3 separate regions of the Mus musculus genome follow, and regions 1 and 2 are each linked to region 3. The links are chromatin contacts, called in public promoter capture Hi-C maps. All regions are on one chromosome and are shown on one strand. The core of a region is the stretch at or near the end of the contact, and the rest is flanking DNA. Distances in the headings are between cores, read along the strand shown. Region 1 overlaps Dst (dystonin). Region 2 overlaps Dst (dystonin). Region 3 overlaps Dst (dystonin).

Evidence for each region. Capture Hi-C pulls out chosen DNA fragments and counts their contacts.
Region 1: a contact with region 3 is called in a promoter capture Hi-C map of adipose tissue. The contact joins two enhancer-like sites. A contact is called at or near these places in 3 of 9 other capture datasets (adipose tissue, liver and pancreatic islet).
Region 2: a promoter capture Hi-C map of adipose tissue shows a contact between it and region 3. The contact joins two enhancer-like sites. A contact is called at or near these places in 2 of 115 datasets of contacts at active chromatin or transcription factors (embryonic stem cells and microglia) and 3 of 9 other capture datasets (adipose tissue, liver and pancreatic islet).

The regions. Positions count from the first base shown.
Region 1 is chr1:34,252,569-34,256,951 of GRCm38.p6, reverse strand. It overlaps Dst (dystonin), which reads right to left. Exons shown (of 103, transcript NM_001276764.1): 68 at 3,935-4,141; 69 at 601-720; 70 at 303-410. Among named protein-coding and RNA genes, the nearest start is that of Gm26788, 77 kb to the right of the region's middle. Within about 2 kb of position 2,776, at least 33 of the 459 cell types and tissues checked have an H3K27ac peak or open chromatin away from gene starts, as enhancers often do. A contact at or near this core is called in adipose tissue, where this site is marked.
Region 2 is chr1:34,286,137-34,289,947 of GRCm38.p6, reverse strand. Dst (dystonin) reads right to left here. Exons shown (of 103, transcript NM_001276764.1): 88 at 2,567-2,761; 89 at 1,929-2,057; 90 at 281-424. Among named protein-coding and RNA genes, the nearest start is that of Gm26788, 110 kb to the right of the region's middle. Within about 2 kb of position 2,002, at least 9 of the 459 cell types and tissues checked have an H3K27ac peak or open chromatin away from gene starts, as enhancers often do. A contact at or near this core is called in adipose tissue, where this site is marked.
Region 3 is chr1:34,119,081-34,123,480 of GRCm38.p6, reverse strand. The region is part of intron 8 of Dst (dystonin); the gene reads right to left. Gm51742 (a long non-coding RNA gene) reads left to right here. Exons shown (of 3, transcript XR_003948640.1): 3 at 1-842. Among named protein-coding and RNA genes, the nearest start is that of Mir6896, 3.9 kb to the right of the region's middle. Within about 2 kb of position 2,265, at least 141 of the 459 cell types and tissues checked have an H3K27ac peak or open chromatin away from gene starts, as enhancers often do. A contact at or near this core is called in adipose tissue, where this site is marked.

The sequences.
Region 1 (4,383 bases), core at 1,527-4,026, 130 kb before region 3:
CCTTGTAACTGACATAAGCCGGCATGCCATCGTAACAACACTATAGTTGATACTGACTGAATTGGTTGAATGTTCAATCTGGGTCAGTTAAGGAAACTTTAATAGCTCAGATGTGTTAATACAGATGGTCCTGTAGGGGACATGTCTCCATGGCTATTCTGTAACCTTAAAAGATGCCTGACTTAAATGTAATGATTCTGTTGCTGAAACAGCAGCTGCAGATACAAAGTCTCAAGTAGGCAGAATCTCAGGGGATGCTATTCATTTGGAGTTTACTGGCCAGCATTCAGACAAGGTGATACCTTCATTGACTGCTTCTCCTCTTCACTGGATGTGGTCATGATTTTATGCCCAGACGTAACAAGTTCATCAATGATGTCTTTGTGTCTCAAAATATCCATGGTGAAAGCCTGGGATTTACCGAACAAAGACAAAATACAAAGACACGGTATGATTCGGTGAAGGCGAGCAAGCAAAGTAGTTGAAAATAGCAAGTTATACGGACAGGGTCTTGGAAAGCAAAACCACATGGATATGTTTTCTAGACTTGGAGCCTGGCGACACGTAACGCAGACAGAGACTGAAAGTGCATTTCTTCACCTTCTGAACCTGCAGCTGAGCAGAGGTCTGGTCTTGCTCAAGTCTGATGTCACCCAGAGACATTAATTTCTTCTGTGTTTCAGTGATCCAGGATAACTCGGCATCTGCTGCTTGCTCAAACTAAACAAAAGATAATAATTAGGTTAGCAGGTTCCTGTGGCTGGTGCCAGAAATATTACCTATTTGTGTGACTTCTAAATACCTGCTTCCTAATTGGAGACTCTCAGTTTCTCTTTCCATAGCATCTTAAGAGAACTCTGTCCACAAGCTCGTAGCTCTGCCATACCGTGACATCGCAGTTAGGATGTAAGGATGGCAGGTGCCATGGCGGCCTTTTCAGGCATCTTACATCCCAAACATTAACTGCCAGAAAACCTGACAGTAGATACCATTTTAAATAACTTTTTCCCTGTGACGTCAATTCTCGGAAGGGCAGGGAGTGCTGTGCCGTCCAAGCACATGGTTCCGTGATAAAATAATGAAACACTACCATTTCCTTATTGTAGGGGTTTATGTCTCAATGTGTGTGTACATATCTGTACCCATGTGTGAAGAATGTGCTCAGACAACTCGTGCACAACATGTAAACGCCCCATGGAACCCCGGACTTTGAATGTACTCGTGGTCATTCACAGATGTCTGAGTTTCTCTTCCTTAGTGTACCAGCAATTCATAGCCTGGTAGAGGATGTTAAAGCCCAGAGTAGTCAGGGGAAAGTAAAAGCCGGAGTTAATACTGTTGGTAATTTTGTGACTGCCCTGCTGGAAATCCAGGTGGGAGTAGGGGAGAGTAATTAGGTAGGAAAAGAGATGGGCAGGGCTCAAAAATAAGTTATAAAGTAATTCTACTTTAAAGACTCTACATAGGGAAATGTCAGGGTGGGGAGGCGGGAGTGGGTGGGTAAGCACCCTCAGAGAAGTAGGGGAAGGGTGCATGGGATAGAGGGTTTGTGGAGGGGAAGGCAGGAAAGGCAATAACATTTATATGTAAATAAATAAAATAACCAATAAAAAAGGACTCTACATTAACACAATGTAAACACTCGAGAAGACAGAACAGACCAAGTTTCCTCATTCCAACAGAAGTACATCTAGAATCCCCAAGCATGGCATATGGTCACACAGCTGCAGCGTCTAGAGCCAGGCAGAGTGCTTTGAACCTTGTGTCCTGAGGATCAACACCCCAAGGGTGATACGTTCTCTGCTATTTCTTAGAGCCTCACCTATCCAAGGTTAGGTACAGAATGGACAGACTACCCTTACACACCAATGGGTGCAGACACAGGCCCGGGAGAATCCTGTTCTCTCTAGCCAAAGAACATGGGACGGGGCAGCCTAATGAGGCAATTAACATACAATACCCACTCCAAGCCAATCACATTCAAGCCACCGCACTCATGCCAAGAGAGGCGGCATGAGGAGCCTAGGGTTTCACCCTTGAGTCTGTGACCATGTCCCTTCCGTGGTGATGATGTTAAGCAGGGTACAAAGTTTTATTCCCACTGTCCCAAAGCTAAGAGTCATCCTACAGTGTAAACGGAGAGTGATGTGGAGTCCATACCTCAGCCTGCCTCGTAGTAACAATGCCGACGCACTTTTCCTTTGCTGTATCTTACTGGCATCATAACTAACAGACACAGTGAGGACTCAGGGTCTCCTCCTTGACACCCAGTATTAATTAGACCATCATGGCCTCCCTCACTGTGCCATCAGGAGAGGCTGTGCAGAGAGCTGGAATGGCCAGCCCCACCGAATGAAAATGAGGCACATGCCCTAGAGCCCAAGGGGACGTGGGGCTTTATCTCCCCCTAGTCCTACACCCCCAGTTGTTGCTGCCACACTGAAAATGGATACAGGCAAATAAAATCAAGTTTAAATCCATATAAAAACCAGGAAGGGATCCATCTGTCTGCCTCTGGAGTGCTGGCATGAAAGATCTAGACCATCATGCCTGGCCAATATTGTTTTCTCTAAGGGCACATTTTGATATTTTAGGTTCAAGAACTATGACATTAACCTGATTAATTTAAAACCAAACCTTTGGGAAACACTTGCAAACATTTCTTATGGTAGCTGATCTGTAGCTAGTGACTGGGCAAGCTCCAGTGTGTGCTAAGCAATGTGAACTCAACCCGTCATTCAGTCTGTGTCTGTCTTACATCATTCAGCTAACTGAGCACTGTTAAGTGCTCGAGAAAACCCTGCTCCCAAAGGACACAATATTTGTCTTGTTACTCAGAGAAGGCTTGGGTGCCAGCCCCTAAATGTTCAAATAAATTTTCATGAAAAAAAAAATCCGGTATTTTAAAATAGCTGAATCAACTTCACGAATAAACAAACCCACTTTGCTACAACAACGAAGCACACAGATTCCTGCAAACTGTAAAACAGGCAGGCAAACACATTCCTCGGGCATGAATGCGCCTCACAGAAATGTGAGCAGGGAGAAATGATAGCAGGGAGCTATCCTGGTCTCCCACCAGCCTCTGTGACCCTTGACTGGTATATTAAACGACGGGCAGGGCATGAGGCTTTAGAACCTACAAATTACGATTACACAATGCTAGAAACCCAGCTTCGGAGACTCCCTCCCATAGTCTGTGTGTGGTTCTTGCTTTTGCCTGGTGTGACTGAAGAGGTCGGTCGCACATCTCCTGCTGGAGGTATCCTACAAACCCGTATGACCCCCTGCAGAGTTTGCAACGAGAGCCTCACAACTTAAATGTAAATATCCACAAGGATAGAAGTTAAACTTTCCATTCCAGGGACTGTCTTCGCCGCTCACCATTTTCCACAGGGTTGTGGCTAACAGCAGAATTCTCTGAAACTTTGGAGTAGAAACCGTGCGAGCCACAGGCAGGTCAGAAACTATAATTTTTTCCCCCTTTAGTCATCTTTGGAAAAAACTCTACATCAACCAAGAAAACTCCTTTTTAAAAACAGAGACTTTCTCTTTGCATACAGAAGTATGACCATGGGACAGTAGATACCAACCTGTATACGAATTCAGACTGCTCACAGATACATCAGTCTAGGCATAAGACTAGTGTGAGCGGCACGCATGTACGTAGACACAGAGCATTCTGTTTGGAAAACGAGGCTTTCCCTGTGTGGCAGGTGCTGCCTGTGACGTAATGGGTGCAGGTGCCTGCTAACCGTGTGTAGATTAGTAGAGCCCTGGTGCTCAGACATAGCCCGGCGAAAGTCTACTGAAACCCCCACGTTCGTTTCAGAAGCACAGCAACTGGAGTGGGAATCCAGCAGCAAGACACGTTTGTTCAGGTAAAGACCCTGGGCAGCTTGAGTGCACCTCGGCAACAAGGCGCCGGTCCTACCTGCTGAGACCTCAGAATGGCAGCGTCGATCTCCTCCACTTTCTGCGTGATTGTGTCGCTCACCAGTCGGTAGCGTTCATTGTCCTCGGCAATCGTCTTCTCGAGCCCTTCCCTGGCCCTCCAGGGCACCAGTTCCAACAAGGCACTGCTCACTTCATTGAGAGAATCCACTAAGGCTTTGTTGCTCCTGACTTCGTTTTTCAGTTCCTTGAGAACATATAAACGCATGGGTAAACGCCGGGGCAGGGTCTCCCTCTGCTCTGTTCTCAGGGTGGGAGAGGGGGAGGGGGTGGGGGTTCTTTGCTGGTTGACAAGGCTGTGCTTGGCCTGGTTAGTTACATCTGAGCTAAACGAATGTCCATTATTAAAAGATGTTTTGAAAAAAAAAAATCAAAAGTGTTTCCAGAGAAGTTTAGGAGACAGTTCATTTGTCAACATGGCAGGAGTTT
Region 2 (3,811 bases), core at 753-3,252, 170 kb before region 3:
CATTCTTCAGCGAGGCATTATTCCCCAGACACAGTGGAAAGGTGGGACAAAACCCATGGCAAAGCAAACATCTGCCATTTAAGGTCTCACAGACACCACTTGCAGGACCTGTAACGTTTCTAGTTAACGGCTCCTTCAGGGGCTGACACACTTGAGAGGAATCTACGAGACGCTTCCCCACGAAGGCCTGTCTTCCCACAGTCGGCCTGGGCTGGAGGATTCCCGTTTCCCCGCCCCCTGCACAGTCGCCCCTACCCCAGATGACGTCAGACGCACTGACCTCTTCAAACCTGGCCTGGATGATCGTGATCCAGTGCTTAATGGTGGTAATGGAGTCAGGGTGGCAGACGGCCAGAAGAGCGTCCCCCATACCGGTGGCCTTACTTAGTTCTGCCCTTTTCTCTTCCAGTCTCTTCATGAACTCCTGCAGCGGGCGGAGCAGACACTTCCGTTAGCTGTCGGCCCTTGCTGTGACATTCACTTCATGTTGTGTTACAGAAATGAGGTAGGACTTCAGTCTGGTGTAGGGTCTAATGCTGGCCGGCTGCCAGCCCGCAGTGGTATAAGCTCGACTTCTAAGTACTGAGCTGATTCTAAGATTCACCATGAGCCTGACACTTTCCCTACTCTTACAGTCTCGCCTCACGGGTAGTAAACAGTGTACAAAGCACTTTGGTCCTCCAGGCCATGCCGGGCAAGCCTGCACCACTATCAACAGGGAGGCAACGTTTCCTTGCTATACTCAACCAATCTCTGAGGAAGGGCAGCAATGAAAGTCAGAAGCAGATGATGTAACACACGCTACAGCAGAATGAGGGACTTCCAGCGTGACCTTGAAGGGCAAGGTTATTTAAAAAAATGGTGTTTAAAAAAAAATCTTTCAAGTGAATCAGAAATGTGCGGACATCAATACTGCATTGGGGGGGGGGGGGCGGGGTAAGCACTGTGAATATCTGACGTTCCCAGTCAAAGGTTAAGAAACATCTGTTACATGTTTCAGTTTTGTGTGGTTTTGGCCAAGTTTCAAGCATTGCTAGAGAAAAGAGCTTAGCTTGCTTTGGTGACCTGAGGTCATGCCCCCCCCCCCATCCCCTTAGCCATTCAACACTATGAAACCAATGCTTTAAATTTATAATCTATATTATAGGGTAGCTCATTACAATAATTTTTTATAAGGTTCTTGATTAAAAATGAGAAGTGGGCCGGGAGAGACCACTCAGTGAATGGAATGGGGTGCCTTGGGTCTGAAGGCTTGAGTTTGAGTCCCAGGATCCACGCATCAGAAGGCATGGGCACACATCTGTGCGTTGCCTTCTGGACCCCCCCACCCCCCAAGCACATGGTGGTCCACGCCACACACAAGCTCGCCAAGTGAATAAGACAAGGCCCAGAGAGAAAGGGGCTGCAGAGTTATAGTTTAGGCTTTAAATGAGTTGCTTACTTTGCATGCAGATGTAAAAACTATTAAGACACAGTTCTAGTGGGATATCCTGTAAATGCCAAGCTGCTCCTTTTGGAAGTTTCATCCTTGAAGTACACATACGATTGCGACAGAAGGGGCTCACTCTGGTCAGAAACCGGATGATCCTCTACGAAGGTCATCGTGCGGCCCAGAGACACAAAGCAGAGAGCCTAGTTCTCCAATGACTACTTTTCTTTCATAAGGGAATCTTAAGGGCCAAGAAGCGGGAGTGGGTGGGTGGGGGAGTGGGTGGTGGGGCGTGTGGGGGGGACTTTTGGGATAGCATTGGAAATGCAAATGAAATAAATAACTAATTAAAAAAAAACTATAAAAAAAAAAAAAGTACAGCTGCCTATCCAGGTGTGTAAGCAGGGAGGAGGGAGACAGTCTCATACTCGCGACAATCAGTCACGGGCTTCTTCTCTCTCCCTTTTCAGTTTCCCGTTTTGTACTGGAAGTTACTCACTTTATGTTGCTCAATGAGAGTCCGGAGAGCATCCTCATCATCTGGGAGAGCACCATGGAAACGCAGGGTTTGCTCTGCTTCTGCCAGCCACTCCAAGAGGGTGTGGACCACAGAGTGGAATTCCTCTGCCTAACAGTTAGCACACACGCAGAAAACAGGATTTCACGGGATACCCGTTAATGACCGTTACAGAACCACACATGGCCCCTCCCAGTGAAAAAGTCTTAGTGTGAATTAATTATGCACATTACTCCTATTAAGAAGACAGGGGTATTTTTTTTTTCTTTTCAAAATATAAGGAGAGATGTAAGATACCAAGGAGCCCACAGGAAGCCTAGTTCATCGTTCTTGCAGCCTAGTGTTCAGTGTGAGGCAGCCAGTCGGACTCCCAAGTGACTTATTCAAGCAGTACTAAGCAGAGATTAGTAAATACCCCTGCTAAGTACTTGCTGCTAAGTACTTGGAATTCTCCAGAGAAGCATGAAGAAGGGTCCAGACAGTTATGAGACAGACGAGACCTCCTTGACAACTGTCTAAGATGAGGGTGAGGACTGGCCCCGCTAGTCCACCTGAGCTGTCCTTGCTGTGACTGCAGGGCTTCACCAGCTATACTGAGCTCTCAGTAATGTGGACTTTACCTGTTGCAGGGCTGACTCTAGCCGCGTCTGCTTTGATATGGAGAGTGCACACACGGTCTCCCAGCGGGTGCTTAGCTCCTGCATCTGGACCCTGACCCAGGAGGAGTCATCTCGGCTGCCTTCGATGAGTTCCCTGGCAGAGCGCTTCAGGGCCTGCACGCTGCTGGTCCTCTTCCCCAGCTCTTTCTGGAAGACCTGGAGAAACCATACTGACCTTCATCACAGGTTACTTTTCAGTACAGAACCTAAATAGCCAAGTGCGTTGTCATGAGAGATGGATGTATATAAGACACCACATACATACATCTGAGGACCACAGATCTGAATGACTATACTTTTGACTGAGTCTAGCTCATGGTTCCTCTTTAAGGACTTAACACTGTTTTGAATAGATTTTGTTTATATTCAGTAATATTTAATTTAGGATTAAAAAATGAAATATATAAGATTACAATATAAATATATAAGTATATTAGATTTAAATAATAGTGATCGGCCTTCTCAATTTCAATTACACACACCCCTGACACACACACATACCCTTGACAGATAGACAGACACACACCCCTGACAGACAGACACACACACAGACACACACACAGTACATTAAATTCCCTTTCTTTTGAGTCATGCAGTAGAGAATACCAGACCCTCACAGTCAGTGTGGCTGATTACCTACCATTCTGAGAGACAAGCTACAGAGCCAGGACTGAACAAGCCTGGTGCACGTTACTGGGTCCGGAAAGACCAACGAATCTAAGAGAGTCATGTGGTCCTTTTCTCTATAATAAGCCATTCCCCGAAGCACCTTAAGAACCAACCCGTGACTTCACAGTTTAGAGTCATCTCATTGGAAACCTTTTGGGACCTCTGACCTTGTCTTCTCAATTTAGGCAGATTTAAGAGTAATGTGCCATTTAAGAGAATGGCTTCCTCAGGCCACTCTTACAAGTGGCATTGAGCCGAGGGCTCTTCATCATCAATCTAAGTGTCTGTGTATAAGACTAGATATTCAGACAACGAGTGTTCTGTCTACAATAGAATTACTCAAGCTTATACACAAATCATCCCACAAAGGGAGTTTATCCAGAACAATCCAGCCAGAGTGTGGCGAACAGGTGACAGGTTTCAGACTGACTGTGTTTCAATGGTAGGTGACTACAGACAGACAACATACGTACTATCAATACACACAGAATGGAAGATATCTACATAGTCACCCGTGACAGGACTAGTCAACAGTTC
Region 3 (4,400 bases), core at 1,016-3,515:
TCCTTTGGTCACTGTCCAGGGACCCACACTGGTGACACACAGGCCTGCCCAGGAAGCTGAGCATCATGGATACCACTTATACCCAGAGCTTTCTGGGTGAAAGATAAAGTTAAAAAAAAAAACAAAAAAACAAAAAACCCAGTCCTGATTTAGTAACTCTGTGAAGTCACTTAGATAACGCACCTCTCAGGGAAGTGCATTATTCTGATCCAATTACATCTGAAAGATAAGTAATTTGTCCCAAGGTAAATTATCAGTGTCAGGGAAAAAGAGCCCAACTTCCTGGCAGCCTGAGTCACATCCCAGTCCCAATGACATGCTGGCCCAACAATTTCTGATGTCAAACAGGGGTCATGATATTTGGGCAAGCTAATGTTTGCCTCTGCCCTCAGCACACAGAAGATGGAAAGTAATTATGTGCATGACAACTGATAGAGAGAGCTGGAATTTGGCCTCTTGGACTATAGAACAGAAGTCAGAATGTGGAGGACTGTACTGTGTGCTACAGGGTCACTACATAGTCCTTTTTAAACAATACTTCTTATTTTTATTGGCAGGGTGATTGAACCTATTTGGGGACTACAGTGTATGATGTGTATAACTGGCAATAATCAAATGGGCATTTTAGGCAATCTATAGTATCAAATGTTTGTCTTCTTTCTTTCTTTCTTTCTTTCTTTCTTTTTTTTTTTTTTTTTTTTTGTATATGTTGGGAACATCAAAATCCTCTCTGCTATCTACACTGAGGTATTCAAGTGTTTTCTTATTTAACTTTTACCTATCACAGAGCTAAGTTTCTATAGACTATTACAAAAGAAAAAAATCAAGAGCCATGAGTGAAAGACATCAAGCTTAAGTGTCCTGCTGAGCCAGAGCTTTCCCAAGTTACACAATGGTAAAATGTAGGTGCTATTTAAACTGAGGGTAAGAAATATGGGTAACACGCAAGATAAAGTCACCGTGTTGACCTCTGAAAACCCTTTAACTTTGACACAGGCTAACATGCAGATGGCATTTTTGAGAAGCCGCTACACTGGAGTCTGGTGTGAGGGGGAGGAGGGGCAGTCACTTACTCCAGTGTCGCTTACCTGGCATCCATCATCCCTAGGTGCATCCTTGGAGACAGAGGACACACCAGAAGAGAGGGAATGGCACCTCCTTTTTGTGAGCTGAAGACGGTGTACTCCGAAAGGGTGACCTCTCTCATCACTGTCCTGTTCCAGGACACTGTGACAGCTTCTTGAGAGGTTTCCCATAAGTGCACTGTTTTTGAGGGACTTCTCTGTGACACAGAGAATGGGACTTGAGCTGGCTGCCGTTTGGGAAAGAGAAACATTGTCTTTTCTCAGGAATGTTCTGTGTTTTGAGTTGACATCATCTAAGTGTCTCTCCGTCTCTGGGCAATATGGAGGGCTATCTTCTTCTGAAATTATCTTGTCTGGGATGCTAACTTGGACTTCTGAGTATCTCCCCTGAGCAGAGGAAACTGTCACTCGGTGGGGGTAGCCGTCCACAGAGCTGGGCAGAGGTTTCTGGTCACCGTGCTCTGTGGCTGCCCTCTTCCCCAGCTGCACAGCATCTTCCTTAGTGGGGCTTGCGGCAGGGTCCTCCCACGGCAGTTCTCCGGAGGACACAGCTGGCTGTCCCCCAGCAGGCTGACTGACGCCCTTCTTGCCTTCTCTTTCACTGCTTTGCCGCACCGGCTCGGTGTCATCTACAACTTTTTGGCAAGGCTTTCTTCTGAAATACTTTCTTCCGGGAGAGTATTTTTCAGGACTCAAGGGACTTTTGGCAGGATCGAAATATGGCTCTTCTTTCTCAGCCCGCACACAGCCACAGACATTCCCCATTTGATTCACGGGCACTCACGGCTCCACGAACTCACTCATTTCAAAATCCGGGGCTTCCAGGGACCCGCTCCACCAAGTCCCGAGACGCCACTCTGACTTGTAATTCCTAGCAGGCTGTGTGACTATCCTCTTCAGCCCGAAGCCATGTTGCTTATGAGAAAACCACTTGCAAGAAATGCTGTGGCTTCCTGCCAGCCGGTCCTGTGTCTTATTAGGCACTGTGGCTCATTCCTGGCCACCAGTCCTCTCAGACAAACATGACTGCTCACAGTCAAATCAGACACCAGTGAACTTCCACGGCAAACCCCGAGGCTCACTACGGAGACCACGGCCCTCCAGTTAACACTGTGCCTTCTGAAATGCACACACACCCTATCGACAGCTGCATTAACCTCTGAAGCTAAGCAAACAGAAAGTAAACACAGTCCGGAGACTCGCTAGCAAAGTGTCCTTCAAGTTCAGTCTCAAAGTGCCTTTCACAGTCAAGCTCAGGGAGCCACCCCTGGAAACGCCACCTAATTTTAGGGCCCCCACACAAATAGATGAAAAGCTTGTGAGTCTCTAGTGTTAAGACTAACTCAGAAAAAAGTAGCATAGAGATAGGACTCAACAATTGGATGAAGGGAAGATAAATATTGAAAGCCGAAAATACCTTCAATTATGTCTAAAGCTAGTCTTTTAATACGGCTTTGAGACAGTGCTCAAATCATAAATCTCTGATTATCTGCTCACTAGGACAGGATTGTCACATGACCAAAGAACTACGTGAAGGGATTTAAAGGTGGAGCACTTAGCTAAAGGAAGTGTGCTCACTCTGACACATGCATTAGGGCAGTTAAACTTTATGCTCTGCGATTGCACTTGGGTTAAATATTAGACAGCTTTAGCAGGGTCAGGGTGGGAAATTAAGGAATCAGTATGGACTCAATACTCTGAGCTGTTTGTATTCCTAACCCTGAGTCACAGACACGGTGCAAAGGAAGTCAGCGTGACAGGGAAGATATTGTCACACAAGCCAAAGTCAGCTGGAAAGTCGGTACCTGCCTTTCCTGAGGTAGTCTTTCTCTGAGGAGGGGCTATCCAGTCAAGGGTCAGGTTGACACACTGATGTTACAGACATCTGTAACATATCTGTATTGTAAGGGTTTTCTTAATCATTTAGAAAGAAAATTAAACATTAGCCAGTGATGTTCTAGATGAAGGCTAGGGGGGAAAAATGTCTTGGGTTTGTTTGTTCTTAAGTTTTCAATATGTGCAATGACAACGGAACACGGTTTGAATGTGGAATGGCTTCTGTGTGTACTGCCAGGGTGGGGAAGCAGGCTGAGATTGGCACACCCTCCACCCTTCCCTCCGGCCCTGCCAAACTAAGCAACTGTCCATGGTTAGGTCACACGCCCTGTTCCCTTCCAGAAATGGCTCAGCCTTTGCATCTGCCTGGTAACTGGTACTTTTACAGCCTTCTTCTCCAATGCCCTGCCAGGCCTGGCACAGATGCTAAACTTTGCTTCAGACACTTCCAACTGTATCTCCACTGCCGATGGATATACCACCCTTGGTTACGCTAACTTTAAAGAATCCTTTAACAGACAGCACACTGTACCTCATCATGATCTCGAATACAGTGGTTTATGACGTGAGACCAACAGGAATATAATTCCTACCTTCTGAATGCCAGACTGAAAAACAGATCCAATTTGTGATGCTCAAAAGCAGTATTTTAAAAACCTACCACTTCTGTAAGAAGTGACAAACTTTGTCATATTCATACAATGAATACAGGAACTAAAGGCTGTAACACTCTGAGTGAGGGCGGTCACCACTCTTTCCCTGGGCACAGCCAAGAGTTTTAATCCACAATCAGCACAGCATCAAAAAAGGCTTTATTTCATTTACATTTTACCCAAACAACCATATTCAAGCTGTCAGTCCTCCTGTCCCTAATCCCTGATGTGGAAACACAAGCAGTTGCTGACTTAACACGTCATTCTTAAATGACCCTTTGCGTTAACGTTCCTCAAATGTAGAGTCTATATGCTCTACTTCTAATTCCCATTTACCGACATCCCCATCCGTTATTTCCTTCTTCCTGCAGTAAGTAGCTGGGGACCGTTCTCTCCGGTCTCTGGCAGCATTTCAGACTGCTGACCATCCCGTTATGCTCCCATTTTTCTTCCGAGGTTTCATCCATTCACTTTTCTGTTGCCTTACACATTTCTACTCTCTTTCCATAGCAAGACCTGCTCCTGCATCCCCCGTCCTCTTAAGGACCTTTCTCTCTGACAGAGAAGCAGCCACTTCTATGCTGTTACTTCCCTGACATCTCAGGGTTGCTCTGCAGCAGAATGGAACACAGGACGGCTCACGAACCCTTCTAACACATCCGGACGGTAGAACATCTTCCGCAAACCACCACCCCAGGTCTCACGCTGTGATTTCTTCAAGTTTAACCTGAGCTCTCTTCTCCATTTTCTATACTCTGTGGCCAAGTTTGTTTGTTTGTTTGTTTCTTTCTTTCTTTCTTCCTTTTTTCTTCAAAATAGCACCTCT